Regions from separate parts of the Hordeum vulgare genome. Here region 1 is linked to region 2. The links are chromatin contacts, called in public Hi-C maps. All regions are on one chromosome and are shown on one strand. Each heading gives the region's core, a stretch centred on a gene start, on an enhancer-like site or on the middle of the called end of the contact. The rest is flanking DNA. Distances are from core to core; before and after follow the strand shown. Region 1 holds the start of LOC123426533. Region 2 holds the start of LOC123430203.

Region 1 (4,592 bases), core at 2,051-4,550, 900 kb before region 2:
TTGGGTCTTGCATTGCTCCCTTTAATAATCTAGTTCAAAAAACGATAAACCAAAGGAATGCACTTGTGCATGTATACATAATTAGCATCGAATTTTTCAGAACAGGTCAAATGGAGTTTGATAAGACCATGGACCCTAGTGAAATTTAGCCTAGCGTTCTTAAAGATATTCTCCATTTTCTCCCTTTCCCTATAATAAAGTATAATCTCAAGGCTACCTTCAGTTCTGTCCAGTTATTATGGGTAATAAGGCTTTCGGACGCCGAAGGGTTACACTTGTTGTGAGACTTAACCCAACACCTTACGACACAAGCTGACAAGATGATTCCTTCTTTGTCCAGACGAGAAGGACCCATGTTTTCACTTTTCTTACATTCAAAGAAACTCACATAAAAAAACACTGAAAAGGGACAAAGGAAGATGCTCTTCGACTTTCTTTCTTCCTCCAACAGGTCAGCGAAGGAACTTTTCCTGTCTTGTGATGGAGCACTCATTATTATGAGCTGCTCATGTAGAATATGCACGACTAGCATGGCTATGTTGACTGTGTAATATGGTAACAAGTCAATCTGGCTTCCCCAAATATACAATTTCATGAGTTAGACCAAGAGCAAAACCTAGAAATTCAACATTGGCATCAAACTAAAACACAATTTGGATTTATGGTACATTGTCCGGACAAAATATCGGTAGAAAAGAATTGCACAGAAATTTTCAGAAACAAAGATACAGGGGCCAGTTGTCCCATGTCAAGCTATTTTAAGTCATCCTCCACCGAACCGTGACAAATAGGAGTTGTTGGATATTAAGAGAATACCTTCTGATCCAAAACAAGCCATTCATCACTTGAATCATCTGTGACAGTACCACCTATGACCATATTTGTTGTGAGTGCAACCCTTCCTTTAGACTTTGCCACCTCTGCTTAAAAGGGAAAGTTTTGTATGAATTAAAACAAGGTACAACATTAAGTTTTGTATGAACTAAAACAAGGTACAACATTAGTAACTCATAATCAAGACACAACTGTGGGATCACTGAAAACTACCCTTGAGAAGCAAACAGCAAGGGAAAAGATTTATCTCAGTGATCCTAGTATGCAATGTAGCCACATACAGTCACCGGCGGAGCGTAGTGGAGGCGAAACTGGGTCATGGCCCCCCCTTCCGAAATTGCAAAAAAAAAATACTAGGTATGTTCAGTGGTTTAGCCCAGCCATTCAGAGGTAAAGCCCAGCAGCAGGCTTGAAATGGAATCGAGCAATGTTCTCACGTGGTCACGCACGTGAGACGTGAATCATCCGCCTCCAGCCAGCATCCCCCAATCCTCTGCTACTCCAGGACTCGACCACGACCAGGCTCCAGGCATGCGACCTGCCGTCCCCGACCAGCCGTCTACGATCTACAACCACGAACTCCTCCGTCCGTCTAACCTCCTCTGGTCCTCAATCAGTCAATCCCCTTCGTCTTGGTTGAAGGTTTGGAGTAGTACTCCGCAACTCCGGCAAGCTGTCCTGTACTTTTTCATGCATATTGTTATGTGTTTTTATATGGAGTTGACCCCCTCTTGTACTTCGACCACGCTCCGCCACTGCATACAGTGGCCTATTGTGTAAACTGAAAATGTGACCATTCATAGACTTAATGAATAGAAGACAGTGCCATTTGAACTTATCAATTTGATTCTGGTGCCAGCCATGCCCTTGTATAATCTGGGAAAAACAGTAAACCTCTATATCTTATTATTCTGTAGACTGTCAAAGTTTACTTGGTGCCACTATTCCACTAATGAAGTTATCCTCCTTTTTGGGTTCAATGTAAACACTTCGTAACAATCATGAGGTACCACATGGATGACAAATAACAAACCATTGCACTGAATTGTAATATGTGCCTGATAGTCTGATACGGGCACAGTACTATATCAGTGAATTGAAATTTCCAAACTAAGTACGAATTTCCTTGAAACTTCCAGACCTAAAATCACTCAAATCGGAACACACAAACAACCCAATCCCATACAAGACATAATATGTCCTGCTCTTCTCTTTGGTTGACTCCACCAGATGTCTTCTCCTCCACACTCAAGCGTGCCATGCAGCCTCCTTCTCCCTCCTCCTGCCACCGACTCATCCCTCCGTCCCTCCCAACAGTACGCGATTGTTCCACCTGCTACTGACGCCACCTCCGTACTCAAGCCAAACCGATGGCAGCGCTCTCCCTCGTACCCCCTCCCCCCCCCCCCCTCTCTTTCAACCAGGATGGCGATGAATATGATGGTGTCATGCCACTGCCGCCTCTCGTGGAATCAAGGGTACACCAACACTGGTGCCTCTTGCTGATCTGTTCTGTACTGAGTGTGAAGTTGATCTCTGATTTTTTTGTCCACTGTCCAGGCATATGTCTCGTTTGGTCATACATTATATCTATTTTATCAACTGAAATGCCTATATACTTATGGTATTGACACATCCTTGTTTGTGGAAAATAGCATACAACGTAAACGTTATCACTCTATCTGCATCGCATCATGCATGGTGGGGTAACGACTATCCAATGTATCAATAATGCATCCGAAATTATCACATCAAAAGACAATAATTAATTTAATAAATAAAGAGATGCTCTAGAAGGCATGCCCGTATTCTCTCGTCCCAAGCAAATACAGTATTAAGTAAACCACTGGAAAAACTAGGGCAGATAATTGTTAGCATATCAAACCAAGTCACTGACATGAATCCATCCAATTCCAAAGAACAACCCCCAGTCGTCGTCTACTTCCATCAGCCCCGGGAATATAACAATCACACAAACAATCCCCGGCATCCAACTCCGATCTTGGCCCGTGAACACGGAAACGACGACAGCCACGAGCCAGCAAGCCATTAACTAAGCAAAAGGTAGAGGAACGAGATGAGAAGGTAGGCATGGGGCAGCTCTCACTTGAGATGGCCTCGAGCACGGCCTCCTGCGGTGGCTGTCCCTGCTCCCCGGACCCGCTCCCACTAGAGCTGGAGCTGGAGCAGCAGCGAAGGTTGCGGCGACGGCGGCGGCCGCAACAAGGAAACTGCGCCGCCGGGGCCGACGCGGCGGCGCGGAGGCTCAGGTGGTGGAGGGGTTCGGGGAGCAGCAAGGAGCGGAGCGCGAGGGCTCGGCACGCCATCGTCGCCTTCGATTCCTTCTTTACTCCGGTCGCCGCGGCCGCGAGCAGCGAGAGAGATTCAGTGGATATTTTTCGCTTGGTTTGGGTTTGCGTCTGCAGCCGGAGTACTCCTTTTTTCGTGGAAGGCCGATGAGCCGTTAAATCTTTCATTTATTTTTCTCTGCGGCTTTTCGTTCCGTGTCAGGATCTCCTATTCCCCGGCGACTATATCTCGCCTTGAGCGAGACAATAGGATGTCTCGCTGAATCAGCTACAGTTGTCGGACCGGCCCATTTCATGTACAATAGCCGAAAAATAGAAGAAAGAGGAGAGCTTTAACTGTTTTTAAATACAAGATTAATATTTTTTTTGAATACATGGTCAACACTTTTTTCTATTTTAAAAAAACGCTTGATTAACAGTTTGAAAATAAAAAATAGTAAAAAACATCTATACACATATAACATTTATCAAATGCCTGATCATCATTTTAAAAATACTTGTTCAACATTTTATTCAAATGTTTGACTATCATTTTTAAATACATGATAAAAATGCCATAATTTATATAAAACAAGGTCTACATTTTTTCTAAACAGATTTAATATTTTCAAATACTTATTCAACGTTTTTTCAAATGCTCAATTAACAATTTTATTTACATCATATAGGAAATAAATCATTTTCCGAATATATGATCAACATTTTTTTCTACACACATATAATAATTTACAAACGTTTTACCAACAAATTTCAAATAGTTTTTCAAAAATTTCAAATGTTTGATTAACATTTTTTAATACATGACCAAATTTTCATATGCATTTTTAACATATTTTTGTATACGTGATAAACATTTTCCTATACACAATTAACATTTTAAAAATGATTGATCAACATTTTTCAAATGCATTTTATCGATTGTTTTTTGATATATACATATATTTACAATATGTTAGATAAAAATGAAAAAGTTAATAAAAAATGAAACGAAACCATAAAAGAAAGAAGGTCGTGGCCTCTCGCCTTCTTGGTCCGACCGATCTCGTTCACGTTTTAGTGATTGTTCCTACCCCTCCCGTTGAAGGCGAGACATGGAGTTGCCCTGCCTATTCGGCGCTTCACGCGCCGGCGCTAGTGGTCCGGCCTATGTACACGTTCAGATTTGAGCAAAAAATACGATACAAAACAGGAAAAATTGACAAAAAGCAACAAAAAATTGTAAATTGAAAGAAGTTCCTGAATTTTGGAAAAAATAATTAATAAAAGAATCGTAATTTGTCAAAAATAATCAATTTTGAAAAATATTCATGGAATTTGAATAAAAATCTATGATTTTGCAAAACTTTTTGTAAAATTTATTGATTTTAAAAATGTTCATCGATTTTAAAACGTTCATAAAATTCTATAAAAGTTATAAATTTAAAAAAAATCATGTTTTCGAAAATCATC
Region 2 (4,546 bases), core at 303-2,802:
TCGTACTGGTCCGCCCAGCTTATAGTATTATATTGGTCATTGTCAAAATCCCAAAAGAGATTGAGCAGGTCCTCCTTAATAGTATCTCAAAAAAATGATAGGAAAAAAAAAGAAAAACGTACTGCCCCCATGCTTATCGCAACTGCATAATATATTGACCATTTCAGAGGAGCTCCAGCATGACTTGGTCCATTCCATTCGATATTGCGCTTCACGTCTTCACCTAATAACCTAGCTCAGCTCCCATCTTTGCGTTTGAGGGTATTATAAAATGATCACTAGAGTCTACTGAACAGTCGGGAACATATACAGATTTCAAATAGAAATCTTAAAGTGACATGTGTTGGCAAAACAAATTGCGGGTGTTGCCATTAATTTGGATGGAGAAGGACTAGGCAGAGAACCGTCTGATTTGGCGGCAGACAATTGTGTTATGGAACCGTGGGCGCAATTGACAGGTGAGCATGCGGTTGCTGGTCGGTTTCAGTGGTGCAACAGCTCAAAGATGTGCCACCCTACTTATTAAAGATTGCACACCATTCACCGGCTAATTCAAACATGTCGATGTCTGGGATGTTGTCAGTACTACTTGTACGCAGTAAAGGAGAAAATTCAAGCGTTCTGAACGGTGAAAGGGGGGAATTCTTGTGGCTCCAGGCGCCAACACATAGCACTGTGGACCTCAGGCATATTGGAAAAGATCTCCGGGGGAACGTATAGCGGACGCCACTGGCTTGGGATGATCGGTCAGAGTACTGGTTTGGCGTGTGTCAAGCTCATCCTCTGCAAGTTTTAGGACTGGTAGCGCTCTGCAAAACTTGCAACACTGGCTAGAACACATTCCTTGATCGTAAAAATTATTTCAGCACAGCAATTCCCTGGAAACTCATCCACCCGAAGTCACGAGATATTCAGGCGCAGATATTCATCCCGACAAGGCTCGATTCAGTCAACAGCAAGACGCCGGCAGGAATCATTACTAATAATTCACTTGCTATATTCTATCAAACCCCTATTCTGTTGATCTGTTCTATAACATGTTACAGATACTACTTCTAACTCGAGAAAACAAAATCGAGCCGCACGCACGGCCGCGGATCGCGAGCTGAGCCGATCACCGCGTGCTCGCCCGTGGCCGGAGTGGCGTGGCGGAGGCGGTGGCGATCCGCACGGGCGCCCGGCGTCCGGTCCCGGACCCGCCGCAGCTCCGGCAAGGCATCCTCCGGGTGCCCGCGCAGGTTCGGCAGCCTGAGCCGTCCCCGTCGGACCACCGGGAGCACAGGCACTCCACCCTCCCCGTCCCGCTGCATGTGGCGCATCGCGGCTTCTGCAGCAGCGGCCACCGCACCGCCGCCGCGGGCCTCCCCTCCTGCATGGACCTGTTGGCCATGGCCACGCCCGCCAGCATCCCCAGCCCCGCCGACGCCACCGCGATCGGCGCCACCATCTCCGGCGCGTGCTAGATCCTCCTGATGAAACCCCCGATAGATCGGAGAGAGAGAGAGAAAGAGAGGTAGGCGATTGGTGAACGGAACACGCACGCTAGGAAGGAAGGCAGTAAGCGAGCGAGAGGGAGACCGGGATTTATAGAGGCCGCCTCGTCAATCAGCGCGGTCATGGTGGGTGGGGTAAGCAAAATTAATTAGGCCGTGTTTGGTTCCAATAAGTCAAGTGATTTAGACCCTGTTTGGTTTCAATAAGTCACGTGACTTATAAGTCAGGTGACTTAAAACCAGTGACTTATAAGTCACCCTTGTTTGGTTGTCACCTGACTTATAAGTCACCTGACCACACCGACGACCTTATTGTCGAACTGGACAGACCTCGTCGCGCTCTGGACGCCGTCCGGCACGACGGCGCTGTGGTCGTCGTCGACCTCGCCGAAGAACGGCTCGCCGGAGTAGCGGAGCATGCAGGCGTCGAGCCAGACGACGGCGTCCTTCTTGGACGAGCAGAGGCGGTGCTGCAGCCGGCGGGACGGGGTGGGGCGCGGCGCGGCGGCCGGCGGGCGGGGCGGGGCGCTGCAGCCGCGGGGCGGGGCGGGGTGCTGCAGCCGGCGGGCGGGGCGGGGTGCTGCAGCCGGCGGGGCGCGGCGGCCGGCGGGCGGGGTGCTGCAGCCGGCGGGGCGCGGCGGCCGGCGGGCGGGGCGGGGCGGGGTGCTGCAACCGGCGGGGCGCGGCGGCCGGCGGGCGCGGCGGGGCGCTGCAGCCGCGGGGCGGGGTGCTGCAGCCGGCGGGGCGCGGCGGCGGGGCGGGGCGCGGTGCTGCAGCCGGCGGGGCGCGGCAGCCGGCGGGCGGGGCGAGGTGGTGCAGCCGGCGGGGCGGGGCGCGACGGCCGGCGGGGCGGTGCTGCAGCCGGCTGGGGCGGGGCAGGGCGCGGCGGCCGGCTGGCGGGGCGCGGCGGGGCGCTGCTGGGACGGGGCAGACGGGACGGTGGGCTGGCTGAAAAAGTAGTGGGACCCACCCAAAAGCAAGTGACTTATAAATTTTAAGTTGGGTGGAGCAACTTATGACTTATAAGTTGGGGTGACTTATAAGTTGAACCTGTTTGGTAAAATAAGTCACTTTTTGCACTTTTTAACTTATAAGTTGGTGACTTATTTGGAACCAAACAGGGCCTTATAAGTCAGGTGACTTAAAACCAGTGACTTATAAGTCACGCCTGTTTGGTTGTCATCTGACTTATAAGTCACCTGACCACACATTTTCATGTAAAAGTGGGTGACTTATAAGTTTTAAGTTGGGGTGAAGCAACTTATGACTTATAAGTTGGGGTGACTTGGGTCTGTTTGACAAAATAAATCACTTTTTGCATTTTTCAACTTATAAGTTGGTGATTTATTTGAAACCAAACAGGGCATTAGTGAGGAGAGTGATTAATTAGAGAGCGATTTTTTTTTTGAACTGAGAGAGCGATTATTGGTGTGGGGGAGGCAAAGTCGGCAGCGTCGCTTTCCATCCTTTATTACTGCCTGTGGCCGCCCCTGCTGGTCTGCACTCTGCACTGCAGTGGCTCGCAATTTGCCCCGGAAATTTCCCAGCAACCGCGTTATTTATTCCTCAAGATAAACTTGGATCGGTCGTGGAGGAACACTTTTTAAAGCTGATGGCTACGTTGCAAAACAGTTTTCCCAATCCATTGTTGGATGGTTAAAAGGACCGCGGTATTTCCTGTCCATCAAAATTTAAGTTTTAAATTTAATGTTGGTGTTTGTGTTTTCTGAATTTATTGCAGATCTTTCGGCGATGTGCTTTTAGTGAAAGGAGACATTCCCGTCGATAATGAAGGTGTCAGTGACGACTTCGTCAATTTCAAGATGATGTGTCGGCTTAGTCTTTGGAAAGTCTCATAGGGATAAGGTATGCATGTCTACATTTATAAAAATGAGTGTACGCTCGTCTATGTAAATGATTTTAATTGTACTTAAAAAACAGTTTTCCATGTACGAAACAACTTCTAGGATGCTTTGTTGTGAATTGTACAAAGGTGACAGCCCTATTTTCAACTTTGTGACTTGAGCATAGTTAATGAGAAACGTAGAATGTGGAAAGTTGTATTGGTCTTAAATAACTGCCAAATGTTTTCATTATAGCAACAGACCCGAACGAGTGATTTGCATGCACGCTTAATGTTTTTTTCTAAGTTATTGCGTATGCGTGTTTATATTACCATGATATTTACGTAAAAGTATTAAGATTATATTTTTTAATAATTTTTTCTCAAGGTTTAAGTTATCACGGCCTTAGTACTTAAGTTATCATTATGATATTTACATAATAGTTATGAGGGTACAGTTTTAACAACTTTTTCCTTTGGGTCAAAGTTATCGCATTGTGTACCTAAATAAGCAGGTTTTCATGCAAAAGTTATCATGCTATTTACGCATAAATTAAGGAGCACATGTTTTAATATATTTTTCACCGTGAGTCAAAGTTACCAGAAAATTTATACGCAAGTTATTGGGTCCCTGTACGTAAGTTTGTTGAGACACTGTCCTCGTCATCATTGATAAATTGTGATGACAAATTTTGCGGAGACACTATCCTACTACCCTCAAAATTTTCAAGAATTTTATTGATTTTGAAATCGTTTGGATCTGTTACTAATCTCCGATCACTTGGGAGTTATCACAGTACGGTGTTTTCCAATAACTTTTTTCGTGAGTCCAAATTACACTCCGGTATTGTATTTATCAGCTCTATGGTGCCGAAATTATCATGCTATTTATATAAAAGTTACTGATATAAGAGCATAATTTATCCTAATTAGTTTTGATGGTTGATGATGATGTTCCTTGCAGACTAATTGTTTGCATTAAGCTTCCATACATTATCACGTGGCACAAGATGGTTATTTTCCCCTCCGTGGTTGAAAGAGAAGACGGTGTTTTTCTATCAATTTAGTGTTGGTGTACTTGGGTCATAGGTAAACCCGAACTACCAAGAGGGAATTCATGTTTGGAAAGGTTTGGAGGAACAAACATGTACACACTTGCACCACATCCGGTTCCCAGCACACTGGAGCTTCTGTTGTGCTGCCCCTAAGG

Evidence for each region. A called contact is a pair of places that touch in the nucleus more often than the background predicts.
Region 1: a contact with region 2 is called in a Hi-C map of seedling, with 3 times the contacts expected there. The contact joins the promoter of LOC123426533 here to the promoter of LOC123430203 in region 2. A contact is called at or near these places in 2 of 6 Hi-C or Micro-C datasets (leaf and seedling).

What each region holds. Positions count from the first base shown.
Region 1 is chr2H:432,020,783-432,025,374 of MorexV3_pseudomolecules_assembly, reverse strand. LOC123426533 reads right to left here and starts at 3,300. Exons shown (of 6, transcript XR_006622261.1): 1 at 2,942-3,300; 2 at 817-920.
Region 2 is chr2H:431,123,770-431,128,315 of MorexV3_pseudomolecules_assembly, reverse strand. LOC123430203 reads right to left here and starts at 1,552. Exons shown (of 1, transcript XM_045114091.1): 1 at 845-1,552. The coding sequence starts at 1,447. The coding sequence ends at 1,115.